Linked DNA regions of Sus scrofa: all the other regions are linked to region 2. Evidence: chromatin contacts called from public Hi-C and HiChIP or PLAC-seq data. All regions are on one chromosome and are shown on one strand. Each heading gives the region's core, a stretch centred on a gene start, on an enhancer-like site or on the middle of the called end of the contact. The rest is flanking DNA. Distances are from core to core; before and after follow the strand shown.

Region 1 (3,090 bases), core at 588-3,087, 160 kb before region 2:
TCTAAAGAGCTGGAAATTCTAGCCCTTTACTAGCTTTCTTGCAACTGACATCTTTCAGGTACCATAAACTATAGCACATCTTAGTAAGGCAAATTGATTAGGAATGCTGAAAAAAAATTTTTTTTTCTTTTTTCAAATTTTTTTTTCAAAATCCCTAATAATCATCAGGGTCAGAGGGTGACTCAACCAAAGCTCATGATTAACGTTGTTCTCCTTTTAACTGGTTAAATCAAATGACCCCTCTGGCATTTAAAGTTTTAAATCTGCAAGTCTAGACATTACATCAAAGTTCAGGTGTCCAACTTGGGGGAGCTGGACTCCAGCCCTGAGAACTACTGCTCAAAGCAGATGGAGTTAATGCTGCCTAGCCGCTCTCCCCCCCTTTCTTTTTCTGTAAACCTCAGCAGAACCCCAAGATGCCACGGAAAGCTCTCATACCGCACTGAAGTCCAGCAGGTCGCTCAGCTCCTTGTCGGTCCCTATAGCGGCCATGCGCTGCTGTTGGGGATTCATCTTGGGCCACTTCTAGTAGGTCCTAAGGCAGAGGAAAAAGGCTCAGCAAGAGAGCACCGAGGCCCAAAGTGTTTACGGGGATGGACAGGGGCGTAGGAGAAGAAGAAAAGCACCGGGCTAATACCCTTCTCATTCCCCACCACTGTAAGAGCAGGGGGCAGAAGAGCCCGGCGTCCGCGCCCGGTCCGTGATTCCACGCGTTTCCTGGCGCGGCCCGGGAGCGACGCTGCGGTTCCCGCAACTCGCCGCCTCTCCCGCAAGTTTCCAAGCCCGTCCCTGCCCCCTCCCCGGCGCCCCCCACCCCGCTCCACCGCCGGGTGCCGGGCGCGCGGGGCCTGGCCGGGGCGGGGGTCTCGAGGGGCGGGGTGAGGGGCGAATGGGCATCCAGCGAGCCGAGCGGCGGCGAGGGGAGCAGCGAAGTGACTCACTGGATCCGCAACAATAGAACTGACAAGTTGCACGGAATGCGCCGCTCGAAGGCCCGCGTTTGCGGCCGCCGCCGCCCGGACGTCCCCGGCGGGCCCAGGGGGTCGGAAAGCACCCCCGGCGCATCGGAGGAGCGTTTTTAAAAAGAAAACAGAAACACCGACAACTAGTCTCGCTCTCGGCCGGCGTCCTCCTCCCCCGGCTCGGCCTCCTCCCACTTTTGCTGCCCTGCCCGCGGCCGGCCGGCCCCGGACCTGCCTAACAATGAGCCTGGCTCGGCAGCCGAAGAGCCCGCTCTTGCGCGCGCCCCGGAGCCCAGCCGAGCGGGGCGCGCAGGCCGAGCGCGCCGCCCGCGGGCCTGGCCGTCCGCGACTCTCGCCTCCGCCCCCACTCCACTCCCCAACTTGCAGAGGACCCGGGGCTCGCCTCTGTACAAAGGGGCGCGGAGTTGCGGCGCGGGCCGGGGGCGCCTCCGCTCTGGCAGGGACGCGGCGGCGCCCCGCAGCCCCCATCCCCGCCACGGCGTCCCCCTCCCGTTCGCCGGCCCGTAATTACCTGCCGCCCCGTCTCCGCATCCAACCACCCCGATTAAAGTTCACTTTGGCCAGGAGTGCGGGCTCGGGCTTCCCCTCGCACCGCCCGGCGATTCGGCTCACTTTGCCCCGCGCAAGCTCTCGGATCCGGGCGGGGGAGGCGGCTCTCGGGCCTGGCCGCCCCTTCCTACCGGGGCGGGCTGACGGTCCCCCCGAATAGAACTTGTGGGTCTCCTCAGGCGGACATTTTTTTCGCTGAGGCGGCCTCAGCACCACGCTCGGCTCGGCTTCGGATCCCTCCGCGCCGGGAAGAGCCCCGGGTTAACCCCTTCGTCCCCGATCCGCTCCCGCCGCCTGCGCCGAGGAAGTGGGGCCAGCGAGGGGGCGGGGAGGAGCCGGCGGGAACGGGGAGGGGCCGCCGCGCAGCCTGTGGACAAAGCCCGCGGTGGGGTGAGGCGGGCCGGAGTCGGAGCTGGCGCCGGCGGGGAGGGGCCGGAGGTAAGCGCAGGCACCCCGCGAGGCAGGGCCGGGCAGCCTGTGGAGAATGCCTGGTCTGGGCCCGTGGAGACGGGCTTCGGGCACTGTGGCGCCTCCCCCGGCTTGTCCTGCTCCTGCTTCCCGCCCCGAAGCGAAGCGGCGGAGACGCAACAGCAGTCGCATCTGGATCCGCTGCCCAGGCCACCTAGCCCGAGGCCGCAGAGCCCTGAGATGTTGCAGTTCCCGAGCGAGCCGCGCTGGACGCCGGACGCCGCGCTCGGCCTGGCCTGGAGCCTCAGGCCCCGGGAGGCTGCTGAGTACTCGAGCGGAAGAGGCATGCTTGAAGAAGGGAGACCGGCCACCTCGATCGGCTCTTGGAGCAGGTACGGTGGTCAAATTCGTTGCTGAGCGGAATGCAGAAGAGGCGAAATCTCCCTCAAACCACGCCAAGCAACGTGGCCTTCAGGTTCCCAAACATTACACTCACTCAGGTCCTCACGTCTACAATCACCTCTTGCCATCTGAATCCCATTTGAGGCCACCGAGTTGCACAGCAGGATGTGGTCTCGGAAATGGATGGGATCAGTCCCTTCATTTAACGGCCCAGGGAGTTTCTATACCATAGCCACTGCCTTGCAAGTTCTGAATTTGACCTGAAGAAGCCCCAAACGGAGGAAAGAAGACAACTAAACCTCAATTTCTTCCTATCAGGATATCAAAGGTTTTCTCCGACTCAGCAACTACAGTGAAAACCAGTGAGACCCAAGCCAAAGAAACACTGTGAGGAAAGAAGACAAATCAAAAGAAACAAATTGAAGGATGCAGTCAGTCCTTTAAGGACAACAACCTGGCAAGAAGGAGTTATCGGAGCTCAGATGTGCATAGAAACAAGGAGCTAGATCCAACTGCGAATATGCAAGTTCTGTGCTTTATTACAACCCGAGTTATCCAGCGGAAGAAGGCAGTTGTAGCTTGGGGATAAGGGTTTCCATGACGTTGTCAACATCTACTCCCGGTATCTTGTGCCAGATCCGGTGCTAGGCTCCCCTGTATCCACTCCCCCTTATCTAGGTAAACACCCAGCCCCCTTCTTGGTGTCACATCCATGGCCTGGCTGCTTACTGGAGAATGTGGTGCCAGC
Region 2 (3,094 bases), core at 247-2,746:
AGGTGTGGACAGTATGTCAAGAGAACCAAGACAGCTGTGTTCTAGAAGCCAAGGAAGGAGTATGAGGATTGAGGAGTCAAGTAAAAACCATCCAATTTACTTTTTGTGTGTTGATTTCATACTCACCAGACATCTTTGAAAATTTGGCTTCTCATGTAAATGTTTCTTTTGAGTGAAAATGTGTACACAGTTTTCTTGTCTCCGTAGCAGTTATGATTTTCATGGGGAAAGAAAAAAAAGGAGATAAACTGGTTTATACATCAGTGTCTAGTTAAGTTTGGTTGGCATGAATCATCCCACTGGATTCAAATTGGCTCTGGGGGCTAACAACATTAAGTTTCTGTCTCTGCAAACTGAGGACCAGACTGTAGAAAACAGTGTGAAATCCTAAATTCATCCTCATTTTGTAACATATTTTGCAAATCATTAGGAACTATATTTGAAACATCTGAAATATGACTTAAGAATGTTCTAAGATTTTTGAACTTTTAGTTTTCCATTAGTTTTATTTTGATTATTCTATCTTTTCCTATGAAGTTTATTTCCAGTGCCAAGAAGAAAAGGAAAGATGGGCCATTTGGGAGAAGAGTAGGTCCTGGTCATCTGTAGCCATTCCAGGTTTTTAGGACTAATTTAAGTGGTCTTTGAGGAAGACTGATCTGGGAATGGTAATTAATAAAGAAACAACTGTAATGATAACTGCCAGAGAAGAGCTGGGGACACTCTGGTTGAGAAAGATGAAACTAATTCAAATAGGCAGGAAGAATTAGTATGCTCCAGTAACTGAACGGTTAATGCAGTGGCTGGTGTACATTAAGCAGCGCTAATGAGACAAGATTTCAAATCCAGGTCACTCTTGAGACCGTGACCACTACTGCCATCCATCCTGTGAGGGCAACTGAGAAAGGAAACTTTCCGTACATATCAGAACCTATATCCATTAGAGTATTACATACAGTACAATACATTAGCAAGTATTTATGCAAGCAGTATTTTAGCACGTGTTCTTGTAAATGCACATATATATATTTAGTAAAGTTATTACAGGTATCTTTTTTTTTTTTTTGTAAAGTTGTTAAAGGCTGTTAGGAACTAAAGGAGACAAGCAAACTCGCATGTATAATACAAATTTGGCAAAATTAGCCAATTATTAGAAGAGCCGTCTCCATTTCTTTTTCTCGTCTGTTGCGTGGTCTTCGCCGCTGAGGCACAGAATTTCTTTTTAATGGCGCCTCTCTTTCTAAACCTTCTTACTTTCCAAGCCTGCGGAGAACTAGCTGTTACACATGGGGAGCCCCCAGAACTCGCGTTTCCATATCTTTAGATTCGACGCGGCCCAGGCTTCGGAGCTGTGCCTGGGGCCCTGGCCCTGGCCCTGGGCCTCTGCAGGAGCGTGGTAGTGCTCCGTGGCCTTCGAGGGCCCGCGACGCGACGCACATGCCCACGTCCGCCTCCCGCATCTGCAAGAATAAAGGGAGCCCGGACGCGCGGAGGCTGACCCGGAGCCTACCCATGAGGCAGCGCGCCGGCTCCACGAGAGCTCCCCCCCTGCCCACAGCTCGGCTGCCTGCTCCGCAATGGGAGCCGCCGCCGTCGCTGCTGTGTAGTTTTTCGTGCTCCTCCTTTTCCTCCTCCTCTTTCTCCTCCTCCTCAGGGCCCCAGTCAGGCCGATCCGCTCCGCTCACGGTAAGCGCCCCCCGCCCCCGCCCGCCCTCGCCCGCCCCGCGCTGCAGCAGGCAGAGGCCCTCCCGCGCGGCCTGCGCGGCCCCACTCCGGGGGCGCCGGGCTGGGGGTGTCGAGGCCGGCGCGGGTCGCCGAGAGCGCCCAGGGCGCGGGGGAAGAGACCGGCTGCGCGGCGGTGGCCGGACCGCCATCTTGCGCTGGCCCCGGCGGGGGAGGGATCCCGCCGCGACGCGGCAGCCGGCTCGGGGCCGCAGGCCGGGGCCGCGCAGGCCGCCGCCGCCGCCTCCTCCCCGCCTCGCCTCCCAGGACCTGTTTGCCCCTGGTCTGGTTTGGGCTTTCCTCTTCGGAGGCTACTCCACTGGTCTTTCTTACGTTTTGTGCTGATGTTTGGCGGGGACTTACGCTCCTCTCCTTCCAGCGCTCCCCCGAGTCTCTTCAGTCAGAGGCAGAGACCAAAGGGGCTGCATAACTTGGAGGCCTCGGGGACCTTAGGGCCTAGGTTCCTCGGCCCAGGTGACCAGTCATTCCCCGCTCACATCCTCTTTCCTGTGAAAGGACTTCCCCGCTCTGCCCTAGACGTCCCGTTATTGTCTGCGGGAAAGGGGCCCTGAGGAGCGCAGTGGACTTGGATACACAATTTCCTAACTGAGCTTGCAGATTTCCCTTGGTGAGACGGAAAGAATGAGCTCACTCTGAGGTTTTATCCTGCTTTTAGAGGTGGAAGGAGTTCCTCCCAACTTATCTCAAGTGTTAACGCCTTTATGGAGAAATCAGCTAGAGAGGAGAAACGTCAAAGTGAAGCCGCTTCTGCAAGCACGGGAGACCTTCGTCCAAAGGGTTTCTCTTTGTTTGCAATGAGGTGTTTTTTTTTTTTTTTTTAAAAAAACCAAACCTGTGAACTTAAACCTTATTTATTCATTGTTTTCAGGTTTGAACTGTGTATTGAGAATTTGACGTTCTCTATCGGCATTAAACATAAAATTGAAACCTAAGAGGAGAGATTTAAAGCACAAAAGCTATCTATCTCTCCGCATTTGTGAGATGTCCTGCATTGGGTCATTACCGTGTCAACTCAAGCTGTACCTAAGCAGAAACTTATTGTGCCTGTCACCAAGGCGCAGGTTTGCTGAGCGAATTAAGTTGGGCCTGTGTGCTCTCGATGTTTTTAAAGCATCGGTACAAATACTATTATAATTTTATCTTGCATTTGTATTAGTCACTGCTAACTCCTTACCACTTGCGCAGTGTTGTGTGTGTTGATAGGACTGATTTTGAAGATGAAAGAGAGCTCAGGGTGAGAGATCTTTAATGAAGTCATGGCTGGGAAGTGATAAATCATTTCTATAATCTTAGGTCTTCTGATTCTTCATTCAGTGCTCAATTGACTATATTACTATTATTATTTTTTTAA
Region 3 (3,307 bases), core at 666-3,165, 140 kb before region 2:
GAGCTGGATTTTATGTCACGTGCAACCATAGATCCTTACTGAATCAATACTAAGTTGTGTGAGGATAGATCCGTAAATAAGCATGCACAAAAATAATTGAACATGAATAAACTTCAGGGACAGACCCAACTAAAATCGAAGGTGTAGACTGAGGAGTGGTTTACAGTTTAAGAGGGAAGTAGATGGGGGCAAGAGCTTGAAAATCAGTCAGAAGAGTAAATTTAATGGACTAGAAAAATATAGCCATGAACTTATTGAAGCATGAAGAGATGTGCTTAAAGTAAAGATTTAGAATGATTATTCTGGCAGGTGATTGGAGCAGAGCCCAAAGAAAGTCAGAAATACCATCTCCAACTGTTCTTCCTGCTCATTGCACAGCATTCACTTTGGCCTCCTTGCTTCCTACTAATTCAAACTCACCAGTCTCTGGCCTCTAAACCTTTGCACTTGCCCTGAAAAGGGCTTCGCCAAGACTGCCGTTTGGCCTGGTCCCTCATTTCATTCAGATCACTATTTAAACGTTACTTCATCAAAGAGGCCCTTCTAGACCAACTTAGCTAAAACATAAACTCACTACATCCACCTGCATCCTTGTGTGTCCTTCTACTCTGCTTTGTCTTCACAGTACTTGTCACTACATATTATATTGTATATCTATTTGTAAATGTATTACCCCACTGGATGAACTGCAACGAGATTCCATAAGTGCAGATATTGTTTTATTCACTGATATATCCCTACTAAGTACAACAGAACCTGGCATATAGAAAGTCCCCGATGAATGCTTGTTTGATGATGAATGAATGAAATACAGTAAATGGGACAAAAAAATCATAAGAGGGCTGAGCCAGTCTCTTAAATTCCTAGAATATTCCTATTATCTCAGTCAAAAACTCTGCTTTAAGCTCCCACTTTTGCTCCACCTCCAAAAGGGCAGGGAATTAGGGAGGTTTGCTACTGCTAAAGCAAGGAGTTGAGATATTTTCCCAGATGATTCTGGTAAGAATGCTACTTTCTCCTGAGTTACCCCGTTAAGAAGATACATGTCCAATTCCAGACTGGACTGGGTTTTTTGACCACCTCAGCTCCGAGTAGAGCCCTGAGAGAAAAACGAAGTAGTGGTGTTTCAAAGTCTCAAAGGTTCCAAGGTATTTCTCTTCCCAGGTGGATTTCAGAATGATGACAACTTGAGGGGGCAGGAGTCACACACTAAGCGGCAAAGGGCACCGGGGGCGGTTTCCACTGATCCTTCGTTACCACCCAGCTTTCTACCGCGGCCTGCACGTCAACGCTTCAGGGGACGGTGGTGCTTCCACCAAGTTTTCCTCCCCGGCCACTGGTCCCACCCGCCCCTCCCACTTCAGGCTCAGCCTCTGATTTCCGCTGATCGCGGCTGGAGAGAGCCCGGAATCCAATTACTTTCCCCAGGGAGCACAATCCACCAGCCGGGTCGCCAAGAGGTGGGGGTGGGGGGTCGAAGAGCCGCAGAAGCCGCCCCTCCCCCGCCGCCCGGGCCTTTGGGCCCCGCAGCCCCGGGCGGGGCAAGCAGAACCTTGGAGAGGAGCGCAGCACCGCCGCCGGGACTATTTGTCCTTCCGCGCGGGGCGCTGCGGCCCCGCGCCGACGTCGACCCGGCTGAGTGGCAGGAGATTAGCCAAGGGTTTCCCCCGCCGCGCGCCCCCGGCCAATCGGCGCCGCGCGGGCGGTGCTGGGGGGCGGCGCACACGCACATTCCAGAATCCACGCCTCACACGAACATCCTCAGTCCCGCGCACGCTCCCCTTCCCGCCCCGCCCTTTCGGCGGCACGCGCTGCTCCTCGGGGCCATCTCCTGGTCTGGACCTGGACCCGGTCGTTTGGGGGCCTTGATGCTGCTTTCCAAAGTGAAAGTGAAATGAGGAAGGAAGGAAACCCAGTGGTCTGTTGGAGAAGGGTAATTAGCATCTGTGTAAAGGTTTACACTAAGGTTCCGCCGCCGTCAGGCTCGCTTCACAGACTGAAGTGAAGCCACGGAGAGTGTCATTGAGGAGGAAAGAGGACCTCCCCCCCGCCCAACTCTTGAGAGAATGGGTGGAGAACTCTTCCCATCTCCTTGAGTGTTCTCTGGTCAGAGGAACTTAAACTGGTGGATTAAGTTCACTTGGTTTTTGGCTGCGGTCAGAACACATGATACCGCCATTCTCCGTCTGGGGGGGAAAACCCGACAACATTCTCTCCTGCACACAGTGCCAGGCTTATGAGGCCACATCTGACATGCCCGCTTGAAGGAGAAAGTGCTCTATTGTGCCTTGTTTTCTCTTTTGAATCACGTCCTCCTGAGACTGTGGCTGACCCTTAGGCCCATGGCGTTCTTGAATGTGATTGACATGCGTGATTAGCAGGCTAGTGAGAGAGAACCAGGGAAATTGCTGTCAAAACAATTACATACATGGACATCAGAACAATGACTTGGAAGCCCCCAGGGACTTAGAGACCATCCTAGCTCTGCAATGGATGCCCTCTGGGACTGTGGCCAAGTCAGATCATCTCTTTGTGTCTTCGTTTCTTTCTGGTAAGTTAAAACCGTTCTTAATGATCCCAATTTCAAAGTATATCATAAAAATAAACTTAGAAAACTGAGGTGAAAATATGGAAGGTTTTGTTTTTGAGGAAAAGTGGTGGTGATGGCTGAAAGACACTGAACAGAAGACCCTGTAAAAGGAAGCCATTTCACCGTCACCCAACAGCCTGGTCATTTAAGTTAAATGTAATACACATATATTGACACTAACTGTGTAGATGCGGACTTCTAAGCTTCCTGCTGTCTGATCTTCATGAGAATTATATTTATTGGAAAAAAAATCCATGTATAAGTGGACCGGTAAAGTTCCACCCCATATTGTTCAAGGATCAGTTTGTGTTGTAAATCCACACTAATTCCTGAGTTTGAGACCTTAGCCCATGCCCTCACCAATTCCCGTCACCAAGCCTTGACCATTTTCATTTGCTTGTCTGTGTCTGTTCAAGGGCCACAAGGCATTGCTAGATACTGATACAGAATGGTGCTCTGGTTGTAGCTCCCCACTTGAGCCTAAGCTGTGGCTTGGGGTTCAGACAAGTATGGGTGTGTCTGCGGAACTGCTGGGACAAAGTTCCAGAAGCCTATTGACCCTAGTGACTGAGGAGGTTCCTAGGATAGAACGTGTCCTCAGGGAAGGAGTCTAATCCAGTGAGCTTGAGCCGGAAACAAAGACTAAGTCGTGAGAAGGGAGAGGACCTTTTGCATCCAGTTCTGTATCTCCTGGCCCTTCCTGTCCAGTAGGGTTGG

What was found. Hi-C and Micro-C count contacts between places; a contact is called where the count stands out from the background. HiChIP or PLAC-seq counts read pairs in DNA pulled down with a chosen protein or histone mark.
Region 1: a contact with region 2 is called in a Hi-C map of skeletal muscle, with 7 times the contacts expected there. The contact joins the promoter of TCF12 here to the promoter of ZNF280D in region 2. A contact is called at or near these places in 7 of 47 Hi-C or Micro-C datasets (embryonic fibroblasts, fetal heart ventricle, heart right ventricle and 3 more) and 1 of 2 datasets of contacts at active chromatin or transcription factors (alveolar macrophages).
Region 3: an H3K27ac HiChIP or PLAC-seq map of alveolar macrophages shows a contact between it and region 2. The contact joins the enhancer-like site here to the promoter of ZNF280D in region 2. A contact is called at or near these places in 4 of 47 Hi-C or Micro-C datasets (embryonic fibroblasts, fetal heart ventricle, psoas muscle and 1 more) and 2 of 2 datasets of contacts at active chromatin or transcription factors (alveolar macrophages and skeletal muscle).

What each region holds. Positions count from the first base shown.
Region 1 is chr1:115,054,526-115,057,615 of Sscrofa11.1, forward strand. TCF12 (transcription factor 12) reads right to left here and starts at 1,838. Exons shown (of 21, transcript XM_021094696.1): 1 at 1,495-1,838; 2 at 439-535. The coding sequence starts at 513.
Region 2 is chr1:115,218,522-115,221,615 of Sscrofa11.1, forward strand. ZNF280D (zinc finger protein 280D) reads left to right here and starts at 1,497. Exons shown (of 21, transcript XR_002344724.1): 1 at 1,497-1,686.
Region 3 is chr1:115,076,911-115,080,217 of Sscrofa11.1, forward strand. No RefSeq gene overlaps it. Among named protein-coding and RNA genes, the nearest start is that of TCF12, 22 kb to the left of the region's middle. Within about 2 kb of position 1,916, at least 78 of the 83 cell types and tissues checked have an H3K27ac peak or open chromatin away from gene starts, as enhancers often do. A contact at or near this core is called in alveolar macrophages, embryonic fibroblasts and skeletal muscle, where this site is marked.